Linked DNA regions of Sus scrofa: regions 2, 3, 4 and 5 are each linked to region 1. The links are chromatin contacts, called in public HiChIP or PLAC-seq and promoter capture Hi-C maps. All regions are on one chromosome and are shown on one strand. Each heading gives the region's core, a stretch centred on a gene start, on an enhancer-like site or on the middle of the called end of the contact. The rest is flanking DNA. Distances are from core to core; before and after follow the strand shown.

Region 1 (4,446 bases), core at 725-3,224:
AGTTACCACTGAACCACAACAGGGACTCCCAGAACATAATTTCATGTTAAAATCCTCTGTGGATTCTTTTCCATGATAAAATCCAAAGCTTTACAATGGCCCACAAAGTATAAAAATCAAAGTACATTTTGGTCTTCAGGTAACTCTCTGGCCTCATCTATTACTGTTTCTCTCTCATTCCACTTTCTCCTTTTCCTTGTCTCCAAAATGTTAAGCTTTATGAAAGCAGAAACTTTGATGTGCTCTTACGGTCTCAATGCAGGGCACGTAAAACTTGCCCAATAGGAGTTCCCTGGTGGCCTAGTAGTTTAGGATTCAAGGTTGCACTGATGTGGCTCAGGTTCAGTCTCTGGCCCAGGAACTTCCACATGCCTCACAAGGCCAAAAAAAAAAAAAAAAAAGGTGCCCAATAAATTTTTGTTGAAAGACTATTTTGCTGATACTGTCATATGCTCTTTCCTTTCTTCCCTCTTTATAAAATTTGGTGAACTTGACATATTGTTCCTACCAAATGAAACTATCAAAATGAAAATATTAATATAACATTAGCTCAACTCTAAAAGATGATGCTGGTATAGAAGAAAGTATATGATCACATGGGGATGTATGGGATGCATGGGTAAAACCATGAGAGCTAGTTAGATGTTTCAGTGCCCACTTGAGACTTCAAGAAGACACAATACACTAAAACAAGAAACACTGAGTGACAAGACAGTTTACCTGTGCAATAGGAACTGCACAAAGGGTTACCCCAAGTCCAACCACCACAGTTTTGTGCCATGGTCTTATCAGTTCTGAGAAACAGCGCTTCTTAAGGTTAGCCACGACTGGAACACATTGTCTGTACCTAGAAACAGAAGTCAAATTTAATAAGGCACAACCACCGATCTGTTTTGTTTTTGTTTTGTTTTTTTTTAAATGGCCACATCTGTGGCATATGTAAGTTTCTGGGCCAAGGATTGAACTCGTGCCTCCGCAGCAACCTGAGCTGCAGCAGTCGGATTCTTAACCCACCGTGCCATGGCAGGAGCCCGCACAACCACCAATCTGTAAAAATCTTTTCAATTTATCTGCAGGGGTTGGAAACTCAAACTCGGGCCACGGTGGAACTTAAATGACGATGTAGGATGGCCTTCCGTGGGAAGGGGAGGGTGGTGGACAGGAAAGGCCCGGACTCGCAGAAATCAGCAACCGCTACTTGGCTCCTGAGAACCATGACCGTGCGGGAATGCGGGCTGAAAGATTTCAGAGTTTAAGAGGTACCAGGTGTGAACGTTTAAAAGGTGTCTCAAAGCTTTTAAAAATCTCATACTAAAATGCTTTCTACAGGGAAGATTAAGTCTGGTCCTCTACCCTAGGCTGCAAGGTGTCTCATGCTCCCTGAGACACAACACCTGGAGCTCGCAGGCACTGAGAGAGGAGCCTAGAGGCCGTAGGGAACAGGACTCGCAGGGAGACTCTGTTCCTGGGGTTCCTCTGCCCTCAGGGAAAACTTCCTCCAGGTCTGCCGCCTGCCCGGGGCTCTCCCTCTACTCTCCCCATTGACTTCGATGCGCCAACGGGAGTCACTTCGCGGGCAAACCTTGAGCCCCCTAAAAGAAAGCCCAAGGTTGGGGAAATTCGCTTTCAGTAGGTGGAATGACGAAAAAGCCGCCGGGAAGAGAGGAAGCCCGGGCCTAGCCCAGCAAGCGGGAGACCTCCGGACCCGGGCAGAGGCGGGACGTCTTCGGCCGAGAGAGGCGGGACGCCGTGACCCGCTCGGCCGAAAAGGAAACTGCTCGCCCGTAGGGCCGGGGCTGCGGTCGGTCACGGCGCTCTCAGCATCAACTCTCTTGGTTCGACCCTGACCTCCTATACAACCGTAGCGGTACCTGAAGAAGAAAGCTACGTTCCGCGACAGCCAACTCCGCAGAGCCGCCATCCCGCGGAAGGCGGACGCCGGACGCACACGTCGGAAGTGACGCCACCTCGTGAGCCGGGGGCGGGGCGCGGGCGCTACTTGGGTGGGCCTGGGCCCATGGTCACGCCCCCACCCCGTGACGCAGTCGGGATTGGACAGACGGGGAGGAAAGGGCGGGGCTGAGGGTAACGGCTGTAACGGCCTCGCAGAACACCCAACCGCCCGAGCTTCCGCTTCTGGCTGGGCGGACTCTGGGCCTGAGGGCACGGAGCAGACGGAGCGAAGTCGGCTGTCCTGAGGGGTGGTTGAATCGGGGCCCGGGGCTTCTCCTCGAGAGGCAGCCCCGGCCCGGCCGTGAGGCGGAGGATTCTCTCGTTAGTCAGCCTTGCGGGTCCGGCAGGACAGAGGCCACAGAACGAGCAGCTCCGGGACGGCGGGGGTGGGGGTGGGGGGGAAGGGTGGCGTAGGCGACTGGGGGCGGGAGGGGCGGGGAGCTGGGATGCGGCGCTGTCACTTCAGCACCAGGAAGTAGGTGGTCCAACCGGCCAGTAGCAGCGCCCCGATGAGCACGGTGTAGCTGAGGAGCACGAAGGCCAGCAGCTCTCGCAGCAGCTGCAGCACGTGGATGGTGGACGAGGCCGGCATCGCCCTGCGCGGGAGGCCCGAGGACCTGCGGGCAGGGGCACCCGGGAGACCCTGAGCACGCAAAGAGGATGGTTCCCTCCCTTGCCCACCCTCTGCTGGACACTGAACAAGCGCTGCTGAGCCAGGCACTGTTTAGGCACTGAGGATACAGGGGGCTAGACTAGGTCCCGGCCCTCTAAAGAGTAAACACTTTTCTTAAGGTGAAGAAAACCCAAAGTGCTGATTTTCTTCATAGCAATCACTGGACACTGTATTTACACTACAGAATTCTTTTAAACTGAAAGTTCCCCTCATTCTTCTGCTCCCGACCTGGACCTGGGCTTAGAGGAGAGAAGCCTGGTTGTTACCAGCCCCCCCCCACCCCCCGCCGCCGCTGCACTGGTCTTCATCCTCAGCCTTCTCTTCCCATCCACCTCCTGCATTTTTAATGTTGTGAGTGCTGCTAATGGGCTGGTGGAATAAAGCTTGCTTTTGCCATCACTCAAGCTGCACCCCTGGCTGTCGGCACTGCTTGGGAGGGGAAGAAAAGAAAGCAGCCCCCCCTGCAATACCTCTAGCCCCAAGGCTTATTAGTACACACGAGTCTGAGGATCCCTGCTTTGTGGCCAGGCATGCTTGCCCTTCTGGCCAGCCAGGATCAGAGTGCCAAGAGGTGGGTATCAATTGGATTCTGGGCTCATCTCCTTCCCCATCGGGCTCTTGTGCACCTGCTCCAGCCCCATCTCTTCCACCACAGATGGAATCAGATGGTAACAATCACAAACCAGTTCTTTACCTCCACTGCTGCCCTGCCCAGCTCCCCTCAATGCCAGCCACCAGCATCCCCCTCTCCCCATTTCACTCACTCAACAAAGTTTGAACGGCTCCTCCACCAGGGCAGCTCCACGGTCCCTCTCTGGTCTGGTGTCTGAAGGTAGGCTTGTGTGCACTTTCCAGTGATGTCAGTAGAGCTGAGGGATTTTCAGGCAGCAGCTGCTCTCACCAACTAGGTGTGGTCTAGAGACCAATCACAATCTCCACGTGGTCCCTGAGCTATCAGGGAGCTGCGCACAGGCGATCCCAGGCCAGTTCGGAAGCTGGCAACTCTGCACACCCTCTGCCTGTGTCACCATCACGGTCCCCAGAGCTCTGAGGTTCCCCAAAAAGCTCCGGACTTAGATGGGCTGAGCAAGGGGCACACTAGGGGGCATTTCACGCCTCTCTTGTCTTTTTTCCTAAACACTGCAGATGGGACATAGTCCAAATGCTTTTCTTACTCCCGCTAAAAGAAGTCCCATCCTAGAGTCTCAGACAAGAACCACGGTACATAAAACATTCACTTAAGATTGCCCAACTAAAGCAAAAGCTGTTGTCTTAAAAAACATGCAAGTTCGAGCATTCCTGTGTGTGTGTGAGACAGAGCAAGAGAAGAAAAGCACTTGAGTGCTTCTACTAAGAGTTGAGCGGTTTAGAGACTCATTACACAGTCGCCTTCCCAATGTGCCCACTTGCAATTTTCAACTTAAATGCAACGCAAAAGCCAATCAGTATTTGAGCCAGTAAAGAACAGACCCTTTCCCAGAAGTAACAGTGAAGGGAAAAGACAGTGCAAACTTTATGCTGCTTATGTTTTTTTGTAGTAGTTTATAGTTAGACTATGTTTTGACCTTAAAACAAACAAACAAACAAAAAAAAAAAACAGGCAGTGTGGACATCAACCCTTTTATCAACATCATCATCCAGAAGAGCAAATGGCTCTTTAATTTGATCAGGATCTCTTATTATCGAATCACTGCCCCGCTGGAGCCGGGCTGAAAACAGGAGCAGAACATTATCAAGCTGCGCAGGAAGCCAGTGAGTAGTAATTGCTCCCCCAGAGAACTGGTTATCTGGAGGGTTCTGTGTCCTGCCAAGTCACGGGA
Region 2 (4,446 bases), core at 805-3,304, 460 kb before region 1:
TTGCTGCTTTGGCAAAGGTTTGATCCCTGGCCCCAAGACCTTCCACATGCCATAGGCATGGCCAGACCAAAAAAAAAAAAAAGGGGGGGGGGAATTGCCAGTATTTTTCTGTGTGCTTATGTGCATACTCTCCATTTAGAGTTCTTAGAGGCATCTGTGAACCCCCCAAAATTGAGGACCTCTGTAGTATATGATCTTTAATTTTTATTCCATCACCAAGTATTTGCCCTGGGGATCCAGTGACAACCAAGACAGAAATGAGATCCCTAAGGTCTCATGAAGATTACACAATCATGGAGGGAAACATACAGCACGGAGACAAACACCTTCATATAGTGGTAACTTTTAAGAAGGAAATGAGGGCGTTTCCGTCGTGGTGCAGTGGTTAAGGAATCCGACTAGGAGTCATGAAGTTGTGGGTTCGGTCCCTGGCCTCACTCAGTGGGTTAAGGATCCGGTGTTGCTGTGAGCTGTGGTGTAGGTTGAAGATGTGGCTCAGATTCTGCATTGCTGTGGCTCTGGTGTAGGCCGGTGGCTACAGCTCCAATGAGATCCCTAGCCTGGGAACCTCCATATGCTGTGGGAGCGGCCCTAGAAAAGGCAAAAAGACAAAAAAAAAAAAAAAAAAAAAAAAAAAGGAAGAAGAAGAAGAAGGAAATGAAACAGATAATATATAAGTGACTGAGAGGAGACTTGAACCTCTGGGTGTTCAGGAAAAGGTTTTTTTTTTTGTTTGTTTGTTTTTCCAGAGGTTGTTACAGGTTGACTGTGTCCCTCAGAAAGATATGTCGAAATCGTAATACCCACTACATCAGGAGTGACCTTATTTGTTTTTGTTTTGTTTTGTTTGCCAATGCCTGCAGCATGTGGAAGTTCCTGGGGCCAGGGACTTGAACCCAAGCCACAGAAATGACCTGAGCTGCTGCAACACCTGATCCTTAACCTGCTGCACCACAAGAGGATACCAGAAGTGACCTTGTTTGGAACTACAGTCTTTGCAAATATAATTAGTTAAACTGAGATGAGTTCATGCTGGAGTCGGGTGAACTCTTAATCCAAGGAGATTTGTGTCCTTATAAGAGGAAAGGACTCACAGAGACAGACACACAGGGAAGGAGGCCATGTAAAGAGAGACAGAGATTGGAGAGGTGAAGTGAGAGCCAGGGAATGCTAAGAATTGATGGCCACCACCTTAAGCTATGAAGAACCAAGGAAAGATTCTACCCAGAGTCTCAGAGGGAGCATGACCTTGCCGATTTGATTTCTCACTTCTAGCCTCCAGAACTGTGAGAGAATACATTTCTGTTTAAGCCACTCAGTTTGTGGGACATCATCCAGTTTGTGGTTAGGGCAGCCCTAGGAAACTAATACAGGTATTATTTGACCTAAGGCTAGAATGATGAGAAAAAGGCAACCATATGAACATTTAGAGGGAAAACTGTTCCAGGCAAGGGCAGGAAGAAAAAAATGTGGCTGGAGAGTATTGATCTAGGGTGGGTGAGAAAGGAAATGTCACTGGAAAGCTAGGCAGGGATAAATCTTGCAGGATCGTGCTGAGGACGGAATTTGGATTCAGTTAGCATTGAGATGGTTGTGTTGTTTGATTGACAGAAACAGCTGTCAAGAGAGTGACCCAGAGTCTTAGAGGGCAGGATCTAGGATGTATTAGTTGCAGTAAATAATGACAATACGAGATGACAGGGCGCTGCCCTGCGCTGCCTGGCGACCTTGCTGGACGGTCAATATCAGTTCTAGAATTATAGGCTGTCGTTGGCTTTGGCTCAGTGAAGGCAATGCCAAGGGGTGGTGACCTTTCACTTCTCCCGTTTCCTTTTTCCCTTTCGACCCTAGCCCTTCAAATACACGCGATCTAAGTAAAATAAGCTCTATGAATGCGGCTTGCGGACAAGACACACACACCCGGCCCAGAACCAGGCCAGAGAGATTCTGGAGGCGGAGAAGCATTCCCAAGGGGGTAGCTGCAGAGTGTGCCAAATCCTGCAAAGCTACAGCAATCGCCCGGCAGGCGCGCGGCGTGCGGGGGCGGAGCCGGAGGAGGTGCGTGCGCATGCCCGGGGCTTGCCTCCCGGAGAGGGGGTGGGGCGGGAGCCGGGGCGGGGGCTGTGACGTCAGGTGCGCGCGTGGCTCCGGCTGCGCAGGAACAGCTGGTGCCTCTGAAGGCGGCCGGCGAGCGGACTGGCGTGAGGTGCTGGTGGCCCGCCGCGCCACGCTGCGGGAGCCACCGCCGCCGCCTCGCACCGCTGCACCATGTCCGGCCAGCTGGAGCGTTGCGAGCGCGAGTGGCATGAGCTGGAGGGAGAATTTCAGGAACTGCAGGTAGGACCGGGCCACCTGGTCCCGAAACTGCTACCTGACGTGTAGTGTATTCCCCTTCCTGCTTCGCCAGCCAGGACAGGGGGAACCAGCAGGGCCCAGAGGGTTTCCCCGGCTAGGCCCTGGGGGCTGGTGGTCCTCGTGGGCCAGCTCCCTCTCGTCTCCCTGGACTTCATTTCTTCATCCACCTGGGGCGCCGGGTCGAAGCCCTGGATTCCCCCGCCCTCGCACCGGCTCTTTGCTCCGTACACCTCCTTCGCTGTAGAAAGTTGGTCGGTGGCCTCTGAGGGGAAGTTCCAGGCGTGTCCATGTTGGGGAGGCCTGAGGGGACAGGTATGTGCCGGGACTCAAAGTGCAAGCCCAGCCCCCATCTCCCCCAGGGTCTCCCCAAACCTCACTGCCGCCCACCAGCTGTTTTGGCAGCTGAGGTCCCCCTTTACTCTGGCGGGGCAGCCCGGTCCTCTGCAACTCTATTTTGGTAGATGTGCTTGGGAGCCATTCACCTTGAACCCACAAGCTTTGCGTAAGGGTGAGAGACCCTGTTCTCAGTCTTTGGGGCTCCTGTGTCTGTGTCTGTCTCTCTGACGCTGCTACAGGCCGAGTTTGGCGTTGTGGATGACATCTGTCAGTTCTGACCTAGGTTGCTTCCCTAAGTGATAGAGGGCTCAGCTCTCACCCCTTTGGCCCAGGGTCTTATACTGGGTGGGGTGAGGGTGGGTGTAAGAGAGGCCCCTTGAGAGTATGGCCTGATAGGAGGTTCACAGAGGCCTCAGCCACCTTTTCTGCTAACCAGAGACACCTTAAGAAACCTTGGGGTTGGCCAAGAGGGATGTCTGGGCAGTTTTTGGAGATGGGGCTGTTCCCTCCGGAGCTACTGGATTGTGTTTGTTTTCTCCAGAATTGGGCTCTGTTTGCCTGAAATCATGTGGAGCACCAGCAGCCCACTCCTTCCTAGCCTCAGCTGGAGCAGTGACATTTCCTGTCCATGTAGCTCTTACCTGCAGTTGGTTGGCCTCTTACTGTGTCCAGAGGAGGGAGCAGGGAGATTGGCAAGGGTGTCTGTGATGAGTCTTTCTAGGTCCTGATGAATAGAGAGAGGGTTGCTGAAGAGATTGAGAAGGAAGGGTACTGTTTGAGGCATGCTCAGAGAGTAAGGGACCAGATCCAGAAAGGTACGCATTTTTTTTTTTTTGTCTTTTTAGGGCCACACCCACAGCATATGAAGGTTCCCAGGCTAGGAGTTGAATCGGAGCTACAGCTGCTGGCCTACACCACAGCCACAGCAACTTGGAATCTGAGCCGGGTCTGTGACCTACACCACAGCTCACAGCAATGCCAGATTCTTAACCTACTGAGCGAGGCTGAGGATCAAACCTGAATCCTCATGGTTGCTAGTCAAATTCATTTCCGCTGAGCCATGACCTTTCTTATCCTGTCCAGCATGTGTGGATTTGTGTCCTTTCCTTCAGGTCCAGGGCTTAGTTCCCACCCAGTTCCCAAGGGACCCTTCTGGCTTTATTCCCATCAAGAAAGACTCAGCCACAGCATGTGGAAGTTCCCACGCCAGGTATCAAACCTTCACCACAGCAGTGACCCAAGCCACAGCAGTGACAGTGCTGAATCCCTAACCACCTGAGCCACCAGGGAAGTCAGTGCTTTGTCTTGCTGGGTTCTCAAGTTATGTCCAGCTGTGCAGCCGTGGAGGTTATTAGGATCTGGAGTGAGTGAAGAGTTTTGCTGTGTGGAGCTTTTGTTGTTCCTAAATCCTTTCCTTGGCTCTGCCTTGAATGAGGAGGAGGAGGAGGAGGATTCAACACTTCAGAGCTATGTGATTAACAGCAATTAGATAGCTAGTCTTGGCAGGCAGAGATGTTTGATTTGTTGTTTTCTTCTTTCTTGGTGTCTCTCGGGCTCAGGTGTATGAGGGACAGAGAAGAATTGGGAATAAACTCTGGATTTTGTCCCCTGGTGCACAGCGAGAGTTGTAGAAGGGCTGACCGGGTGAAAAACCATGATGTTCCCTGCTCAGTTCTTCAGCAGTGGGGGAACTGGAGTGGATTGGGTCCAACTTGGGCAAGAGGGATCCTGCTGGGTCAGAGGCCAGTGACAGAC
Region 3 (4,446 bases), core at 663-3,162, 320 kb before region 1:
CCCAGGTCATGGATGGAACCTCATCCTTAACTGCTAGGCCACCAGGGAACTCCTAAAGCTGATACTTTTTATTAAAAATTCAATCAAGGGAGTTCCCGTCATGGCGCAGTGGTTAACAAATCTGACTAGGAACCATGAGGTTGCGGGTTCGGTCCCTGCCCTTGCTCAGTGGGTTAACGATCCGGCGTTGCCATGAGCTGTGGTGTAGGTTGCAGACGCGGCTCGGGATCCCACGTTGCTGTGGCTCTGGCGTAGGCCGGTGGCTACAGCTCCGATTCGACCCCTAGCCTGGGAACCTCCATATGCTGTGGGAGTGGCCCAAAGAAATAGCAGAAAGACAAAAAAAAAAAAATTCAATCAAGGATCATGCATTGCATTTATTTATTGTGTCTTTTTGTTTCTTTTTTTTTGGTGTCAATGTTAGAAATTTTAGTTTATATAAAAGAGATAATTGAACAAAATATAAGAGGCCTAATGTAATCAGTGCTATTTTTTTGTGTGTGTAAAGATTATTTTAGCAACTTTTTATTTTGAAATAATTTCAAATTTACAGAAAAGTTGCAATGATAGTACAAAGAATGTTCCTCTATGTTTCACCCGGAGACACCAATTATTTACACTGTCATATTTACATTTTCATTCTCTTGTCTGCAAATATATGTATGGACTTTTTTCCAAACCATTTGAAAGTAAGTTGCTTCTTTTGCCCCTAAATACTACAGAGGTCATTCTAAGGACATCATCTTAAATAACTACAGGTATCAAAATCAGGAAATTTAACTTTGGTACTATATTATCCATATTCAAATTTCCCCAGTTGTCCCAAAGATGTCTTTTATAGTTTGTTTTTTTTTTTTGAGGGAACCAGGATCCAATCAAGGATCACATGTTGCATTTAATTAGTTAATTGTTATGTCTCTTTAGTCTTTTGTTTTGTTTTTTGTGAACAATGGCATTCAGAAGTTCCTGGGCAAGGGATAAAACCCGAGCTACAGCAGTGACAACACTGGATCCTTAACCCATTGAGCCACCAGGGAACTCCTCTTTAGTCTTTAATCTAGGCAATTGCCTAACTTCTGTGTGGAAATTTCACAATAACGACCTTTTTGAAGAGCTTAGGTCAGTTGTTTGGAATGTCTCTCAAATTGGGTTTGTCTGTTTTTCATGATTGGATTCAGGACAAACATGTTTGACTGCTACATAGTGATGCTGTGTCCTATTCAGGGCAACATATTAGGAGGCACATGTTAAGATGTCACCGTTTGGGAGTTCCCGTCGTGGCGCAGTGGTTAACGAATCCGACTAGGAACCATGAGGTTGCGGGTTCGGTCCCTGGCCTTGCTCAGTGGGTTAAGGATCCAGCATTGCCGTGAGCTGTGGTGTAGGTTGCAGACGCGGCTCGGATCCCGCGTTGCTGTGGCTCTGGCGTAGGCCAGTGGCTACAGCTCTGATTAGACCCCTAGCCTGGGAACCTCCATATGCTGCGGGAGCGGCCAAAGAAATAGCAACAACAACAACAAAAGACAAAAAAAAAAAAAAAAAAAAAAAAAAGATGTCACCGTTTGATTAAGCTGGGTTCAAATTTGGGCTGCTTATTTTGCTAGTTGGGCAAGTGGGTTATTGAGATAGTTTTTTCAGCTGTCAAATGAGGGTAATAATAATAATCCTGGTTTTATGAGTTTGTTGATTAATACATATGGACAGTGTGTGATGCATTATGAGTATTTGATAAATTATTATTATTATTGTAGCACCTGCAGCATCTGTAAGTCCTGGGGCTAGGGGCTGAATTGGAGCTGCAGCTGCTGACATATACCACAGCCACCAGTCATACCCACACTCCACTAGTCACCACAGTACCAAGTGTTCCAGCAGGGTGTGGCTTCCGGTGGCACCGCCCTCTGACAAGCCACGCCCCTCTTTTCCTGGCGCCTGCGAATGGCGGTGGTGTTTTGGCCCGCCGGTGGAGCCGTAGCTACAGTCTCCTCGGGCGTTCGCAGCCGGAAAACCGGCTGTCCAGGATCCCGGACCGAGGTCCACAATGTCGGAGCAGGAGGCTAGGCAGAGCGGAGGTTCCCCGGAGGCCAGCGGGGTGACTGTAAGCGACATTCAGGCGCTGATACGGCGCAAGGAGGAGATCGAGGCGCAGATCAAAGCCAATTATGACGTGCTGGAGAGCGTGAGTGTGGGCACGGGGCTCCCGGGCGGGCGTGGGAGCCGCCCCAAGGCCTCCTGACGCGGTCCTGGGAACTGGGAGGCCTGGGAGGCCTGGGAGCTCAAGCGGTCGGTCCCTGCTTGAGCTCTCATGTGTGGATCTGGTTCTGCTTGGGAGGCTCAAGGCGCTGCAAGTGCGGCCTCTGTCGGTAGCAGGCAGTGAGGCAAATAACGTGAATAACTGGGACAATTAGTATTGACGTTCTAGCAAGCATTTATGGAGCCCTTGCTGGGTTCTGGGCGCTGTGTTAAGCGCTAAACATTGGTTAACTCGTTTAGTCCTCCCAGCGATCCTTTGGAAGGCAGCTGTGCTCACCACTATACCACCAACGCCACTGCCAACAATCCTTTGAAATGTGTTCTGCTGTTTACCCCATTTTAGGGTTGGGGAAACAGAGGCATTTCTTAAACCTGCCTCAGGTCACAGAGCTAATTAGTTTGCACAGGCAAGGTGATAATCACCTCTATCAGCCCTTGTTGTGTCCTGAGCTTTTTTAATCACTTTATGTTGGAGCTTCTTAAACTTTAATGTGTGTACGAATTACCTGGAGACATTGTTAAAATTCCGATTCTAATGGGGAGACAGTGTGCGGAAGCAGCTATGCATTTTTAGCAAATTCCCAGTGATGCTAACGGCGCTGGTCTCATGACAGAGCTTTGAGCGACAGGAAGTTCTCGTTATCCTTATGGTATAAGGAGGAAAGTGAGGCCTAGAGTCATGCATGTAGGAAGTGGCAGTGGTGAGGCTAGTTCCCAGGTCTCTCTGGCTCCAAAGCCACTTAATGTAAAACCACAAATCAGTTTGCAGAGGAAGAATAAATTAATCACATCTTATAAGGGGCAAATGGAATGCATTTTAGGTGATGGGAGTAAGGTGAAGTATCATATGGAGGCTGGGGTACTGTATGCTGAGTATTTACCTGAAGGGTGCTGGTTTATGTGTTATGTCATGGAATCCTCTCAGCTACTTTGTGAAGTTGGTATGTTACCCTTAGGCTCAGAAAGGGGAAGTCACTTGCTCAAATTCACAAAGTGGGATTCAGATCTGATGCTTATTGAATCCAGAATCAGTGCTTTTAAGTTGTGCCAGCAATTTCTCACACCTTAGATATTTTTTTTTACTTCAGGTGTATCTGTAAACCACCTGTACTATTATTCCCTTGATATTTTTCTTTGAGTTGACCCACCTTTTTTTTTTCCCTCAGGGGCCAGGGATTAGATCTGAACCACAGTTGCAAAGTAAGTCGCACCTGTGACAATGCCAGAACGTTCCACTGTGCCGGGCCTTGGATTGAACCTGTGCCCTAGCACTCCCAAGTGTGCCACAGTGGGAACTCCAAGTTGACTCTTTTTTTTAAAGATCATATGTCAGATTGTGGCATTGTGTGCTTTTTTTGTTTGATTTTTTTTTTTTTTCCCTTTTGGTTTTTAGGGCCACACCCGAGGCATATGGAAGTTCCCAGACTCTGGACTGAATCAGAGCTATAGCTGCCAGCCTATACCACAGCCACAGCAACTTGGGATCTGAGCTGTGTCTTCTACCTACACCACAGCTCATGGCAACGCTGAATCCCCGACCCACTGAATAAGGCCAGGGATTGAACCTACATCCCCATGGATCCTAGTTGGGTTCGTTTCTGCTGAGCCAGAACGGAACTCTCTGACCCTCCTTTTTTTTTTTTGGTCTTTTTGTCTTTTCTAGGGCCGCACCCTCGGCATATGGAGATTCCCAGGCTAGGGGTCTAATTGGAGCTGTAGGTGCCAGCCTATGCCATAGCCACAGCAATGCAGGATCCGAGCTGTGTCTGAGACCTACACCACACACAGCTCATGGCAACGCCGGATCCTTAACCCACTGAGCAAGGCCAGGAATCGAACCCACAATCTCATGGTTCCTAGGTGAATCCGTTAACCACTGAGCCACGATGGGAACTCCTGACCCACTTTTTTACTTAGATAATTTTATTTTAAAAGGAAATTTTGCAACTCAACAGCATATAAAAAAATGAGAATCTCTTCTCTTAAACATAAGGTGAAAGTGTATATCAAGGTGATCCATCCAAATATCTGTCAACTGATGAATAAATAAATAAAATGTGGTCTAACCATACAGTGGGATATTATTCAGTAAAAAGGAATGAAGTGCTAACACATGTTGCAGTGTGCATGAACCGTGAACATTTTGCTAAGCAGAAGAAGTTCATCACAAAAGACTACATATTTTGTGATTCC
Region 4 (4,446 bases), core at 907-3,406, 290 kb before region 1:
GGGCTGGAGTTATCCTGGCAGGTGCTGATATGATTTTATTCTTATAGAAATTTTGGTTTTTTTTCTCAAATAAACACCATTTTACAGTACTGATATGACCATGTTATCACCTCAGCTGAATTGTCTTTGGACCTCTCAAGTCAAAGCTCAGATGAAAGTTAGGTTATCTTCATAGCAAGTTGGGCAGAACAAACCAACAGTTGTGCTAAAGTCAGGATTTGACCAACGACATCTCAGAAACACCATCCTTTAGGGAATGGGATTTCCAGACAGGCTGCACTGTGTCTGAGTTTGCATTGTACCATTGCTACTCTGGATACAGATATTGCATCCTCAGCAGTTGGGCTTCCAGGGTCACAACTGCTCCCTTTAATAATAGGGAAAGCTAGGAGTTCCCATGTGGCTTAGTGGGTTAAGCATCTGGTGTTGTCACTTCTGTGGCTTGAGTCATTGCTGTGGCCAAAAAAAAAAAAAAAAAAAAAAAAAAAAAAAAAAAAAAAAATTAAAAAAAGAATAGAGAGGAGTTCCCATTGTGGCGCAGTAGAAACGAATACAACTAGGATCTATGAGGTTTCGGGTTCGATCCCTGGCCTCGCTCAGTTGGTCAAGGATCCGGCATTGCTGTGAGCTGTGGTGCAGGTCACAGACGTGGCTCAGATCTGATGTTGCTGTGGCCGTGGTGTAGGCCAGCAGTTGTATCTCTAATTGGACCCCTAGCCTAGGAACCTTCATATGTCACAGGTGCTGCCCTAAAAAGCACACGCACACGCACACGCACACACACACCAGGATGCACCCCTGGTAGCCCAGGACGGTGTTAGCTTCTTCTTCTGTAACCCACCAGAGGGCAGCAAACTCCTTCCACTTCTGGAATAAAAGACCAGGCAAGTTTGCTTCTAATTTGACTTTCTGTACTTGAACCTCCTTGGCCACACTCAGCACTGTTTTGTAGACTGCTGAGGTCCATTGACACTGCTGATGGGAACCAGCAGTGCATGCTGACCTGTATTCTTGAAAACTCTTAATTCCTCCTTCCTTTTATTTTCTCTCTTTAACGCGGCAAAATGAGTTTCCGTGATTCCTAGTGACACCCTGTCTTACTTTCTCTCTGCACTGTATCACAGTGTTTATTTCCACAGTTCTTGGAGATCACTTTCTGTTTTCAGGGGGCATCTGACCTATTCTGCTGAGGCATGCCTGGGTTCCCTGTGACTGGATTTGCTTGGGTTGGACACAGATACCAGCTTGCCCTGACAGGAGTCAGTACTGGGCTGTACTAGCTGTGGGTACTCATGCCCAACTGGAAAGCCTTCCTGTTGAGTGTATTCCTCCCAGCTGTGTACTCCAGTCAAACATCCATGTCTATACCCCCTTTGTAGCCATAGATGTGCTGTGTTGACCAATGTTTGCTGTTTAAATTGTTCTAATTCCAAGTGTTTTCAAACCGATTTTTCTAAGCCCTAGACTATAATAAACACAACTTGTCGCATCCAGTAATCCTTTTTGCTTTTTGAGATGTATGCAAATGAATCAACCCAGCATTGGGGTACGGAGGTGGGAAGGGGAGAATCATTCATATCCTAAGATGCTAGCAGCACAGCATTTTGCATCAGTGCTTTTGGATGGTTTCCTACGTCTCCCTTCGGAAATCACAGAATGGCTACGCAGGTGGGCTGACTTTGTGAGATTCTAGTGGAGTCAATCTGCGGTGGAATCATCCTAATAGATTTAACCACACTAGTTTGGCAGAAACCCTTTGTGATAAAAACCGCAAGCCAATGTAACCTGTGTAGTATTTAATCCCAACCAACTGTAATTTTCTACACAGCGTGTAGTTCCCCGGGTGAAGCGGTGTTGGACAGATGGGTGCCGCATCTATGAGACCGGGAAATTTAGTTTGTTTTTGACAAGAGAATTCTACCAAACAGTTCGTACTTAATTTTGTCAAGCCTTCAGAAAGGCAGAATTGCTAGGATTGGCCGCTGCGGCGTCTCGGCGGGGGCGGCGGGGGGCACCATGGGAAAAACTGGAGAGAATGGGAGGGGAGGAAAGGCAGCCAATTTTCACGCCGAAGTCGCGGCGGCGCCTGTCTCTGCGGGGACCGGCAGGCGGCGTGCGGACCCGTTCTCGCCGCTTTCCGGACACGTGACCACTGTCCAGCCCTCTCGCTTTACGGCCCGTCGCCCGCGGCGGCGGCGGCGGCGGCGGTCACCATGGGGACGGGGCTTGGGTGGCAACCGTAACTAGGGAGCACGTGGAGGAGAAAGCAGCTGCCCCTAGGGGCCGGGAGGTGGACGAATTGTCCAGGCCGCGGAAGACTTCGGCTTTTGAGGAACAGGGTCGCGGCACTCGGTGAGTCTAGAGCGGGGCCTCCGTGGGAATACGGGGGGCTCTCACTCAACCTGCGCCGGGCCTGGGGCATTTCCAGGGAGACTTGAGCTGGAGGAAGAGCCACCCTCCCTCTAGCCCACCTCTGCCGCCTCCGCCACCCCTTCAGCAAGAGTCATTGGCAGAGTTTGACAGTCGAAAGAGTCTGTGCTAAGAGCCCTGGACTTGAAATCATAGCAATAATTTTTCAAATGGCTGAACTGAGCGTGGGAGAGGTTTGCTCATAGCTGTTTGATCTTGGGTAAGTCACCTCCCAGAGCTTGGCTCAAATTTGCTGTAAGGAGTAAACGAGAGGATGTGTTAGAAGTCTTTTAAACTTTCTAAGCAATTGCTGGCATTTCTTTAGCACTCTGTGTTGCAGCGGTGTTGAGCATTTTGCACATGTCATCTCTCTCATCTTCACAGCAACCCCAGAACTCAGGGTTATCGTTTTTATTTTTCCTGTGAGAAAATTGAAACTCCGAGGGCTAAAGTGACTTGCTTGTGGTCACAGAGCAGCTGAGTGATGGAGCTGGGATTCAGTGCTAGGAGAGGCTGACTGGAAAGCCCACACTTTTACCCCCTAAGCTACCTGCTTCTTCCCTTATTCATAGTATTCGGTTTGTTGCTAATGCCTGGGCTATCATTTTGCTGCTTGTGGAAATATGAATATATTTAAAATGATTTAGCTGGCTTTAAAGTTGTTCCTAGAAAGACGAGGCCCCGGCAATTATTATTATTACTATTTTTTTGTCTTTTTGGGGCCACACCCGTGGCATATGGAAGCTCCCAGGCTAGGGGTCGAATCAGAGCTGTAGCAGCTGACCTACGCCAGAGCCACGCCAGATCTGAGCCGTGTCTGTGACCTATACCACAGCTCACCGTAACACTGGATACTTAACCCACTGAGTGAGCCCAGGGATCGAACCTGCAACCTCATGGTCCCTAGTCAGATTCGTTTTCACTGCACCATGAAGGGAACTCCGCATTTTTTTTTTTTTAAATGGCCTTACCCATGGTATATGGAAGCTCCTGGGCCAGGGATTGAATCTGAGCCTCAGCTGTGGCAATGCCGAGTTCTTAACCAAGTGCACCTGGCCTGGGATTGAACCTGTACCTCCGCAGTGACCTGAGTTGCTGCTGTCAAATTCTTAATCCACTGTGTCACGGTAGAAATTCTCTGGGGTCAGTATTCTGAAAGATTTGGGATAGGCTTTCCCAGGAATATGGCATTCTTTTCATTCCTGTGGAAAGGAACAGTGCTGATGTTGTATGTTCCATTGATAGATTTGTGCACCAGGGAATCCAAATGGGAAACAGAGGGCCTTGCTGATTATTCTCAAAATTTCTCTAGAAACTCCACAGAGAAGAATGTCAGATGCGGAGGAAAACCCACTGGTGGAAACAGAAGAATATGGAGAAATAGAAATGGAAGAAGGAGAAGATGGAGGAGGAGGAGAAGAAGATCCATATTATAAAGAGCTAGAAAATATGCAAGAAGAATCCAAAGAAGATAACACATTAGCCTGGAGAGAGTCTCAGGGGGAGGAGGAGGAGGAGGGGGAGGAAGGAGAGGAGGGGGAGAAGGAAAAAGGGATGGAGGAGGAAAAGGGAGAAGAGGAGAAAGAAGGGGAAGAGGAGAAGAGAGTGGAGGAGGAAGGCGAGGAAGAAGAGGAGGAGGAAGAAGTTGGGAAGGAGGAGGAGGCTCTTAGGGAAGAAGTGGAGGAAGAGGCTTCAGGAGCCCAGGAGGAAACTGCAGTAAAGCCCCAAGAAGCCACCAAGTCCAGGAACAATTTGGATAGACTTACACCAACTGATTCCCAGTCAATCTTGTTAGGAACACTCCCAGTAAGTAGCAATTGTAACTCAGTCATTCATTCCTAATTGAACTCTCCACTTACCTGCCAGGCTATGGAGATATAAAACCAAATAAGACACAGTCCGTTCTCTTAAGGAGCTTTAAGATGTGTCAGGAGACAGACCCATAACCAAAGGCCAAACATTATAAAACTCAATGCAGTGACTGAGAAATACATAGGAGAGATATAGGAATGTAAAAGCTGACCTGACCCAGCTTGG
Region 5 (4,446 bases), core at 1,216-3,715, 260 kb after region 1:
TTAGGGCCGCTCCCGCAGCATATGGAAGTTTCCAGGTCGACCCAGAACTACAGCTGCAGGCCTAGGCCAGAGCCACGGCAACGCAGGATCTGAGCCGTGCCTGGAACCTACACCACAGTCACAGCGACCGTCGGTTCCTTAACCCACTGAGCAAGGCCAGGGATCGAACCCATATCCTCATGGATACTAGTCAGAATCTGAACCACGAAGGGAACCGCTCGCTTTCTACTATTAATACACGATACTGTATCACACAACTAAAGATGACTTTGATTTTCAAAACTAACATTGGTCATTTTTCTTTCATTCTTGTTCTCACCACTATTCTTAAGGACTACAAAGACTATGTGTTGGTAAAGTTACACTTAGCAAAAGAGTAGCAAAAACGTTATGCACTGTTATCATCTCTGGGCAGGCCACTTTTCTGCCCAACAGATGCAGCTTTCCTGAATCACCAGCATATCTCCATTCACTTTTACAGACATCATGACTAGAGTCAAAAACCTTCCCATGGAAATGTCAGCGACTAGCCCAGTCAGTTAAGTTTTCAGTTAATACTTTAACTACATGCTTAACATCACAGAAGCCCCGAAATAGGGAAGTCAAATACTCTTGACTTAGGAGAAAGCACTCTGCAATAACTTACACTAAACATTTTCATCTGTTAAGAAATACTATAGGAAAACAAAAACCACTATATCACTAAAAAGACATGAATAAGTGGCCACTTAGCCCAAGCAAGACTTTTATTACTTATGGTAGCATATCAAAAAGTATCCAGGTAAAATCGATTAAGTATGAAAACTTCTTTGAAAATGCCTAAGATTTCAACTGAGGAAGGACCTACAAGCAAATCTTAAAGGCTAAATGCAAAAATGCTCTCCATTCCAGCATGTGCTCTATTAGAAAAACACCATGTTTTTAAAAAAATTACGTCTTCTTTAAAACCCTGATAACACTCAAGACATAGCATAGGAATCTCTTTCCAGTGCAAAGAAGGTACACTGGATTTAATAGTAGGCCACTTCTCCAGGGGATTTTTTTTTACTGAAGGAGGCACTGCAGAAACAAATGTTTGAACTGTTTTTAAAAAATATTTGAGCCCAAATAAAATAATACTATTCTTTAAAGTAGATTAAGAGGCCCCAAACACGATTTAAACAAAGAAAAACACCCCATCGACTAGCTGCACAAATAGCCTGCCAAGCGATTTCAAACTAGTTCTAAATCGGTTAATAAAAAAAGGGGTTCTAAATCAAATCAACTGGGCATGGGAGGAGGGAGGATCTTCCATGATTTCTAAATTCCAGGTACTCCAGTGATTAGGATGAGCTACAAGGTTTTACTTATGCTTCATTTCCAAAAACAAGAAAATACAACTTTTTAGTCAATGGAAAAAGAATACAAAATTCTCGCATTTTTCTTTTAACAGGATAAGTAAAAGGAAGTAATCACACAATAATGTGATCTATCAGGACTGGACATCTTATACCCAAAGAAGGTTTATTTTTCGAAAGTGGTGATTTAAGAACCGTACTCTCCATTTAAAATTAAATGGGCCAATGAAGAACTCTTAAGTTTAAAGTAACAACGTCAGCGACAGGGCTGGATTATGTTTCTCAGACTTCAAAATGACTGCATCGAAAGCCACTTCGGAAACAGAGCATCAATCAGAATTCGTAGTGCCAAAATCTTCTCTTAATTAAATCGAATTTTTACTCCCTTCCAGAAACACGTTATCTAGCTGCTAAGGAATAAACTAAAGTACACAGATGGAACACTAACGGAAATTATGCAACTGGAATCGCCTCCTAGCACTCAGGCAAAAAAGGAAAAAACTAAAAACAAAAACGCTACAAGACCGCTCGCCCCCCACGTTTCTATCCCTTACAGGCACCGCCTTTATGACCCAACACTTTTCACGGACGACTCCAGGTCCCACCGCGAACATATAAATGCCTAAGCCCTAACAAAATTCAATATAAATCACTAGACTAAGCTAAACTGCAGTCAGTTCGGTGGGCCAAAAAGAACACACAGCTGGGAAAGAGATGAGGAAAGTTCTGGAAAAAAAAGACACTCCCTGCGGCTCCCCACCCCCAACGACACCGCCTCACTTCCCCCTCCCTAAAGGAGGCAGCCATGATGGCGGGCGCAGAAGAAGGCCGCGGCGCCATTTTGTCCACACACAAGCTCGGACAACAGCTCTGGGAGCCCTTCATCCCTTCTTCGGACAGTAGCAGAGAAACATCCCTGACTTTAAACTCAGATTCGGCACCTACCGCCATAGTCCACAGTCCTGGCCGCTGGAGCGGCGCCTCCACTTGCCGCTTTCCACAGTACCGGCCGCCTAGACGATTCGCCACAGACTGAATCGCTCGAACGAGAGACCCGGATGGCACAAACGGGCTAAGGCCCGGCGCGTCGCACAGCCTGCTGGGAGGAAAAGGGGTGGTGATGAGTTTCTGTAGCAACGCTGTTCAACGGTGATTGGTTGTTCTTTTGAAGGGGGCGTGTAAGGCCAGGGATGGGGCGGGGCCAAGAACACACCCTAGAATGCAGTTTCCTGGTTCTCGGAACCGGTGGAATTTAGGGTGGGGCGACTTCCTATTTCGATTCTTAAGCAATCTTGGCCTCCGCTGGCTGCCGTAAAAGGGGTTGGGCTTGGTGATCTCCCGCCAATTTAAACCTGTGGGATGGGCCCTGACGCGTCTAGGAGCCGCTGTGGGTGTCCGAAGAGGGGCTGTAAACTTGACTGTTCTTTAGTTTCTTCAATTGCGGGTGAGGAGGGGGAACCGCGCTGTTGTAGCTTGCGGGGGGTGGGCTTATGTTGAAGTAGCAGAGGCCTCAGCTCAGTCCGGGGTGTTTTCCCCACTAGACGCTGGCGGGAGAGAGATTGGGTTCTTGCTGGCCCCGGTGTCCAGCTGAGAGCATTTACGGCCTGAAGGCCTTGCTGAAACTGTTTTTGCCTAATTCGTTCATCTTTTCACCCGGCAGCCAGTGTAATCTCAAATCGTTAATAAAATCACGTTCCTGGTCATCTTTCCCTCCCTAGCACTGAGGATTTAACCCAGTCTTGAGATTGGGGATTCACTTAGCTCCACCTATCTAGTTCCCGCACTTTTCCATTCTTGCTCAGGCCTGGCAGCCGCCCCAAACTCAGTCCATCCTCTGAGCCTTTGCACCGGGCCTGCATCTTTGTTCCCCCTGAGCTTTGCATAGTTGACTTCTTGGTATTAGGGTCTCTGCCCACATGTCTACAGTTGCCAAACAGGTCCTTCTTAGGCGTTCCTCCCCCCCTTCTTTTGTACACTCTTTGTAATTATGCAGTATAATAGTTAACAGCTGGTGTGAATTTGAGTCTACAAATTCGCAGATGAGTATAGCTACATCATCAATTCGCTTTAGGTGACCTTGGCCATTTACTTAGTCCCTGACTCATGTTTCTCAGCTGTAAAGTGGGTTGTTGTGTAGATTAAAAGAGTGATTCATTCACTCTTCATTGCCTACTCAATACCGCAGTATATTTTATTTTTGTATGTCCTTCCTGTGAGAATATAAATTTCATACTGTATTCTCAGCTCCTAGAACAGTGACTGGTATGTATTAGGCATTCAATAAACAGTTGTTGAAAGAGTTGAGTGTGACAGACCTGGGAGGCTGACACTATTTAACTATTTTTACAGAGATAGGACACTGAGACCCATGAAAATTTTCACTCCAACCTTTCCTTCCCATCTCCTCCCAACTACCACCCAAACATAGCCATTAAAGCTCTTGTTTATTCTAATATGCGTTGTTTCTGTACTCCTGTTTACACTTCTATTAAGAACTCTTTTCTTGGGCGTTCCCATTGTGCTCAGTGGGTTAAGCACCCAACTAGTGTCAGTGAGGATGCTGGTTCAGTCTCTGGCCTCACTTAGTGGGTTAAGGATCTGGCGTTGCTGTGAGCTGTGGTGTAGGTCACAGAAAAGGCTCAGATCCTGCGTTGCTGTGGCTGTGGTGTAGGTTGGCAGCTGTAGCTCCAATTCAACCCCTAGCCTAGGAACTAGGGAGAACAGAATGCCCAGATCCTTGAGGGAGACTAGGAGGGACACTTGGGGGCACAGCCGGGGGGGGGGGGGGGGGGTGGGGGCGGGGCAAGGAGATCCAGAGACACCTGATGAGAGTTTCAAGGATGATATTTAAGGGAGAATAACATGCAAGGGAGCAGCCCAACAAAGGGGCTGGGAGACCCAGAGAAGGCTTGCTTGTTGACTGTCTCCTTCCTCATCAGACTCAATTCCATGAAGATAGGGCTTGTTGTCTGTTTGTTCCCTGTTGTATCCCAAGGGAAGTAGCTGGCAGAGCTTCTGGGATGTGGTAGACATTCAATAAACGCTGCTGATGGAATGAGTGGGTTGTCACGGTGCTGGGGAATGAGTGACAAGTGGCAGAGGTGCAGTT

What was found. Promoter capture Hi-C pulls out the DNA fragments that hold promoters and counts their contacts. HiChIP or PLAC-seq counts read pairs in DNA pulled down with a chosen protein or histone mark.
Region 2: a contact with region 1 is called in a promoter capture Hi-C map of liver, with 2.6 times the contacts expected there. The contact joins the promoter of TMEM120B here to the promoter of DIABLO in region 1. A contact is called at or near these places in 1 of 5 promoter capture datasets (liver) and 1 of 2 datasets of contacts at active chromatin or transcription factors (alveolar macrophages).
Region 3: a contact with region 1 is called in an H3K27ac HiChIP or PLAC-seq map of skeletal muscle, with 3 times the contacts expected there. The contact joins the promoter of PSMD9 here to the promoter of DIABLO in region 1. A contact is called at or near these places in 1 of 5 promoter capture datasets (liver) and 2 of 2 datasets of contacts at active chromatin or transcription factors (alveolar macrophages and skeletal muscle).
Region 4: a contact with region 1 is called in an H3K27ac HiChIP or PLAC-seq map of skeletal muscle, with 4 times the contacts expected there. The contact joins the promoter of WDR66 here to the promoter of DIABLO in region 1. A contact is called at or near these places in 1 of 5 promoter capture datasets (fetal skeletal muscle) and 2 of 2 datasets of contacts at active chromatin or transcription factors (alveolar macrophages and skeletal muscle).
Region 5: an H3K27ac HiChIP or PLAC-seq map of alveolar macrophages shows a contact between it and region 1. The contact joins the promoter of RSRC2 here to the promoter of DIABLO in region 1. A contact is called at or near these places in 1 of 5 promoter capture datasets (liver), 1 of 47 Hi-C or Micro-C datasets (brain) and 1 of 2 datasets of contacts at active chromatin or transcription factors (alveolar macrophages).

What each region holds. Positions count from the first base shown.
Region 1 is chr14:30,496,413-30,500,858 of Sscrofa11.1, reverse strand. It overlaps DIABLO (diablo, IAP-binding mitochondrial protein), which reads right to left and starts at 1,974. Exons shown (of 6, transcript NM_001190216.1): 1 at 1,872-1,974; 2 at 721-847. The coding sequence starts at 1,921. It also overlaps a transcript of VPS33A not described here.
Region 2 is chr14:30,954,958-30,959,403 of Sscrofa11.1, reverse strand. TMEM120B (transmembrane protein 120B) reads left to right here and starts at 2,054. Exons shown (of 13, transcript XM_021073234.1): 1 at 2,054-2,337. The coding sequence starts at 2,069.
Region 3 is chr14:30,819,601-30,824,046 of Sscrofa11.1, reverse strand. PSMD9 (26S proteasome non-ATPase regulatory subunit 9) reads left to right here and starts at 1,912. Exons shown (of 6, transcript XM_003132874.5): 1 at 1,912-2,179. The coding sequence starts at 2,042.
Region 4 is chr14:30,790,572-30,795,017 of Sscrofa11.1, reverse strand. It overlaps WDR66 (cilia- and flagella-associated protein 251), which reads left to right and starts at 2,156. Exons shown (of 23, transcript XM_013982831.2): 1 at 2,156-2,352; 2 at 3,722-4,215. The coding sequence starts at 3,739. PSMD9 (26S proteasome non-ATPase regulatory subunit 9) reads left to right here. Exons shown (of 6, transcript XM_003132874.5): 6 at 1-1,497.
Region 5 is chr14:30,240,082-30,244,527 of Sscrofa11.1, reverse strand. RSRC2 (arginine/serine-rich coiled-coil protein 2) reads right to left here and starts at 2,465. Exons shown (of 10, transcript XM_013982805.2): 1 at 2,283-2,465. The coding sequence starts at 2,288. KNTC1 (kinetochore-associated protein 1) reads left to right here and starts at 2,540. Exons shown (of 65, transcript XR_002338925.1): 1 at 2,540-2,781.